2 separate regions of the Muntiacus reevesi genome follow, and region 1 is linked to region 2. A link is a contact called in public Hi-C data. All regions are on one chromosome and are shown on one strand. The core of a region is the stretch at or near the end of the contact, and the rest is flanking DNA. Distances in the headings are between cores, read along the strand shown. Region 1 holds the start of FBXO33 (F-box protein 33). Region 2 holds the start of GEMIN2 (gem nuclear organelle associated protein 2).

Evidence for each region. Hi-C and Micro-C count contacts between places; a contact is called where the count stands out from the background.
Region 1: a contact with region 2 is called in a Hi-C map of blood, with 4 times the contacts expected there. The contact joins the promoter of FBXO33 here to the promoter of GEMIN2 in region 2. A contact is called at or near these places in 2 of 3 Hi-C or Micro-C datasets (blood and muscle).

Annotation. Positions count from the first base shown.
Region 1 is chr15:46,490,042-46,492,741 of mMunRee1.1, reverse strand. FBXO33 (F-box protein 33) reads left to right here and starts at 1,399. Exons shown (of 4, transcript XM_065906548.1): 1 at 1,399-2,202. The coding sequence starts at 1,601. LOC136146974 reads right to left here and starts at 1,598. Exons shown (of 6, transcript XM_065906067.1): 1 at 1,412-1,598; 2 at 1,112-1,200. The coding sequence starts at 1,598.
Region 2 is chr15:46,310,524-46,313,324 of mMunRee1.1, reverse strand. It overlaps GEMIN2 (gem nuclear organelle associated protein 2), which reads right to left and starts at 1,520. Exons shown (of 10, transcript XM_065906547.1): 1 at 1,358-1,520; 2 at 895-979. The coding sequence starts at 1,494.

The DNA of each region.
Region 1 (2,700 bases), core at 150-2,649, 180 kb before region 2:
TGGAAGATTCATATACCCATGGTCCACTTCAAAATATTTCAATGAATTTAAAAAATAAAAAATTTAAATCCAAGTCTCAACTTCCTAATTCATTGCTGTTTCCATTACTGCCCATTAATTCATTCATAAAATTATTATAAGAAGAATTACATAGAAAAATCTCTTGCAGACAAGAGGTTCAGAGATGTGATCTACCACGAAGGAAAGCATTTTTTGTTGTTGTTGTTTTGTCGTTGTTTTTACAGCGACGGAAAGGAAGACAGATAACTCAGAGGTAACAACTCAGTATCACAGACAAGACACCAAAAGGCATCAAAGCATCACGAATGGGGAATTTTGCCCTCAAAGAGCTAAAAATATCCTGTAGAACAGTTTCGTGAAGTTAATTACAAGAAAACCACGCTGTTTCGAGATCACAGCTAAGGCTCTGAAGCGGCAGCCTCACTAATGCAATCCTCAATTGTTACATAAAATTAACTATTCCCTTCTGACTTCACTGCCCGGTACAACCAGTTTACTACTTTCCAAGATGTGGTGAAGTTAACGGAAACTCTTTCGAAAATCCCTCTCTCAAAGCGAGGGGAGACAAGCTAAAGAAAACCTTTACCGTAACCACCAGCTTCTTTACTTCTAGGGCCTCAAAACAGGGAACGCCAGGGAAGACGCCGATTATCAACCCGCAGATCTAACTCATTTGCCTTGTTTTCTCCTCTCCCTCTAAATCCGAAGGGTGGCGCTGTCCTCATTCCTTCCCCACACACCAGGTGTGCGCGCAGGTCCACTTCGAGGTCCGACCGAGGGGTGGCGCCGTCCACTGACCACCTCGGTCCGGCCTCTCCGCCGCCCCGGCCCGCGCGGCTCCTCTCCCTAACCCAGCCCCTCCGAGTGAGCCCGCGAAAGCGCCCGCTCCCCTTCTCAGGGGCTCTCTCTCAGAAACTCTCCACAACACTCGGGGCAGGCGGGACGGCTAGGAAAGACACAAGCCAGCACTCTGGCTCTGAGCCCTCAGCCCAGAAACAGAGAAGCGTGTAACGAAAAGCGTCAGGACCTCTCGCACCAACGCGAGTTAACGCTACTTCGACCTCCTGAGCGTCCAAGTTAACCGACGTACAGACTTGACTGAACTGAGTGGTCTCTGAGGGACGGGAGAGGGCGCCCATTTGCCGGCACCACCAGCGCTTCCCGCCCCGCCCCATCGGCCTAAGTGCGTCAGGAATCACGTGCCTCGTCTCTCTTCCCTACCGGCAAGCGGGCGCTCCCTTCTTCCGGAAGTCGCGCCCAGTCACGCCCAGGCTCCTCCCACCACCGGTGACGTCAAACTCAGCTCCTACCACTGGTCTGCCTCCGCCTCCAGGCGCGGGGAGGGCTCCCGGTTCCTTAAAATAAATCCTGCCGCTTCCGGGCTCCTAACCAGTACAAGCGAGGGTTTTGAAGTTGCGGAGAGCGCAGGCCTCGGACGCGCGTGAGTAAAGTTTGAGAGGCCAGAGGCTGGCTATCTGGAGGCCACCCCCGCAGAGGCCTTTCCCCCTCTCCGCAACTGGTGCCGCACTTGGTTCCGCCGAGACCCACGACGGTTCCGCCCCCTTCTTCCTTGTCATTGATGTTGTTGTTCTTGTCAGTGCCGCAGCCCCGACCACCGGGAGCCCGAACCCGAGCCGGGGCCGCCCGGGTGGCGCGGTGGCGGCGGCTGCGGCTGCAGCAGCTGCGACGGCTGCGGGGGCTGCTCCGGGGACTGCGGGGGCGACCGGGGATCGGCAGCCGGCGGCGGGGCCGGATGGCTCTGTGCGGGCAGGCGGCAGGCGCCGCGTCGCTGCCCAGCGAGCTGATCGTGCACATCTTCTCCTTCCTGTCCGCGTCCGACCGGCTCCGGGCCTCGGCCTCCTGCTCGCACTGGCGCGAGTGCCTCTTCTATCCGGCTCTCTGGCCCCAGCTCCGCATCTGCCTCCGCGTCTCGCCCGCGGAGCAGCCACGGCTCGAATTCCTCATGCGCAAGTGCGGCTGGTTCGTGCGAGAGCTGCGTGTTGAATTCGCCGCGGAGAACTACCTGAGCGGCGGCGGCGGCCCGGGCGATGGAGGCAGCGCCGACGCCGGGACTGGCGGGGAAGAAGTCGAAGCCCTGCAGCTCTCAACCCGTTGGCTGGAAGTGCTGCGCACCTACTTAGAGCTGGTCCTGTGCGTGCTAGTCAGCATCCGGAACAACAGGTAGGCACTTGGCAGCCCCTCCATTCATCCTCCCCCCCCCCCCCCGCCCCGCCTCCACTTCTCGGGGCGCAGGGTCGCCTCCTTCCTCTCACCTCGAAATAGATTTAGTGTGGAAACGCCCCGCCCGCTTCAGCGTTGCTTTTTTCAGTGACTGGGGGTGTCAGTTCTAATCCGGCGATTTCCTTGAGGCGGGAGGGCATAACAGGACTCATCCTAATACTTTATAAACAGTGATGGACTTGGTGTTTATCAGACAGCCCTCCTGGCGCCTTCAGGCACTGTCTCATTCATCCTTTCGGCAGCAGTGGGATGGAGTTGACAGGCGCGGTCATTCTTCATTTTACAGATGAGAGAGCTGAAGCTTGGAGGGTGAGGCCTGTGAATGAGTCTTGGGAGAAACTAAACTAATCTGTTTTTTTTTTGTTGTTGTTGTTGTTTTATTCTGAACCTTTCCGATCAAAATAGTTCGTGGTGGCGGAGGGAGTAGGTATGCCACAG
Region 2 (2,801 bases), core at 271-2,770:
ATACAAGATATCATCTGTCATCAACTAAAAATTCCTGTAAATGAATTATATGAAACATTATAGTGCCTGAGTTAAAATCTCCTGATAATAAACATCAGATAAACAAATTACTTAGAACAAAAAAGGAAAAGGAACTGCAGTAATTTTAAAAATGCTGCTCTTCTTCCACCATAGATTAAACAGCATCAAGTGGACCTTCTGTGGCTACTCCATCCAGACTAGTTCTCCCTGTTACTTACTGGTCATTATATGTTAACTTTCTTCAGAGTAACAGACACAATATATAATTGTTTGCTTTTTAAATGTCTTCCTCAGGAGAAGCAAATTCTACAAGGGTAGGGACTTTTTCTGTCTCATCCTCTGTTGTATTCCCAGTGCCTGGAGCATTCAGCTGCTTAGTTAAAAAAATGTGCTGGATAAATAAATGAATGAAAAGGTTCATAGTGGGCAAGTAGGTAGAAACGTGTGACACTTGGGTTTCTGTTTTTAAAAAACAAAACCTAGTCAAATTCAAAACATACAAACTACTCTAAGTAAGATTAAACGCTAGCCCAATAATAATTATGAACTGGTAAAAGGTACCTTAAAAATAAAGGCTAGCATAAACAACCTATTTAAAGACTCCATGAAGATCGGATCATGCTCCTAAACTGTTATGAGCAGAACTCCACGAATGTCAGGGTTACTGAAAGCCTCTTTAGAGGCAGTAAACGCCTGCTGTCCTTTTGGGGGAAAAGTACAAGCAATTGTCTAACTGAGCATACAGCAGTCAAATCTTACACTGTAACTGATCCTGTCTGATACGTTCTGACACTATGGGGTGAGCCTCCGTCTTTTAATTTGCGGGGAGGAAAAAAAAAAAAAAAAAATCCCCTGACGCGTAATGACACTCACAGAAACATTCACACTTTGCTTCCTTTTCAACTTCTTTGGGTCAATTTGAGCTACCACAACATCTGGACATTGAGCTGCTTCGATCCTACAAACAAGTAATAAATGCAAAAAACGTGATTACTATTGTTCACGTGTAGTATAACAAGCGATCCAACTTCTACAGTTCAATATAAAATTACAAAGTTCAGAATTGCAACTGAAGCTCTAAACAATAAATTTCTGAAATTATCTGGACTGAAAGCAATCTAAGAGCATGTATCTTGTCACGAGTAATCAGGTTTAATAAAATGAAGTTCACAGAAACTCCCTCACACAAAGATGTAATCAAGGGATTTTGTTCTGACCGAGTATGGGAAGGGAACAGAAGTGGGGCTTTATCGCACTTTGGGGTGGAGCGGGGTACGAGTGCGGTCCCCAAGGGCGTAAGGACAACCGGCCCACCCGCACAGGGTCCAACACTCACTGGACCCGCCTCAGGTATTCCTGGGGAGTGCTCGGAGGTACGCTGGGATCGAAACTTTCCGTCAAGTCGCAGGGCTCCACCGGCAAAAGCCGTGGCATCAATTCCTCCACCGCAGACTCCGCAGGTACCCACGCCATAGTTTTCAATGAAGAGCGTCCCACCCAGCGCATGCGCCAGCGCTGGGGTCACAGCGCAGGCGCACATGGAGGCGCGTTAGGCGCGGAGTTGAGCAAGAGGCCGGCCTTAGGGGGCGTAACTGCGCATGAGCAAACCTGAACCTTGTCCCAGAGTTTAAGGGTCCGGTGCTGTAGTGAAGACTGCGAACTTAGTTCCTTGTAGAAGTGGTTCTGAAGTTTTTTCTGGGTTTTATTCTTATACCTTTCTAAGACCGAGGGTTATTAACTTTTATGCATCATTAGTATTGAGGAACTTTAAGTACTTTTTAAGTTAATGAGCAGTTACTGTAACGATCATTTATTGAGCTTTAAATTCACATCACCTGCATTTCCTCATTTAATTTTTACTGTCTTTTAAAGTAAGTGGTATTATGCAAGGTTTGTGGGGGAGGAAATCGACTGAAAGAGGGGTGAAGGACAATTGTAACTTTCTTCTAAAGAAGACCCATTGGAAAAGCCCCTGACGCTGGGAAAGATTGATAGCAGGAGGAGACGGGAGTGACAGATGATGAGATGGTTGGACGGCATCACCAACTCCACGGACTTGAGTTTGAGCAAACTCTGGGAGATGGTGAATAGGGAAGCCTGGCGTGCTGCAGTCTATGGGATCGCAGAGTCAGACACCAATGAGCAAGAACAACGGAAGAGAAGAGCCAATTCCAACCCAGATTTATCTGATGCCAAATGAATGTAAAACTAGTTTCCCAGAGGAATTTCTTGTACTTGGCTGTGCCGCAGATCAGTTTATATTTATCCAAAATGAATCTTATTACTAGAGTAGCCATCCCTTTTTCTTTTTTAAGAAACATTTCTTAAATAGTGCAACGAACAAAGTTAATGCCAACACCCAGAAGTTATCATTATTAATCTTGGGGCAATCTTGTGAGGGGGTACTATTATTTCTTCTTTACTAGTGAGTGAACAAGGCAGAAATGTAATAAGTTAACTTATGCTAGGTCACAAATTGCAAGAAATAATGAAAGTACTAAGTCTCTTCTAAACAAAGTACTGTCTTTTCTAAACAAGCTCTGAGTGAATACAATTGTTTTCTAAGGTCTATTTAATTTAAGGCTTTTTTGTTTGTTCTTAAATCAGTCTTTAGATTGCAAGCAATTTGTTTTAAAACCAGAATGTAACTTTCTAAACTAGAGTAAAGTAAGGACAATCTTAGGTTAAGCGCTTAAGAATTGGTGCTTATAAATACTAACTAAATAATTGGGAGACATGGAAAGAAATTGCCTGGCTGCAAACTAAAAAGTTATTTGGCT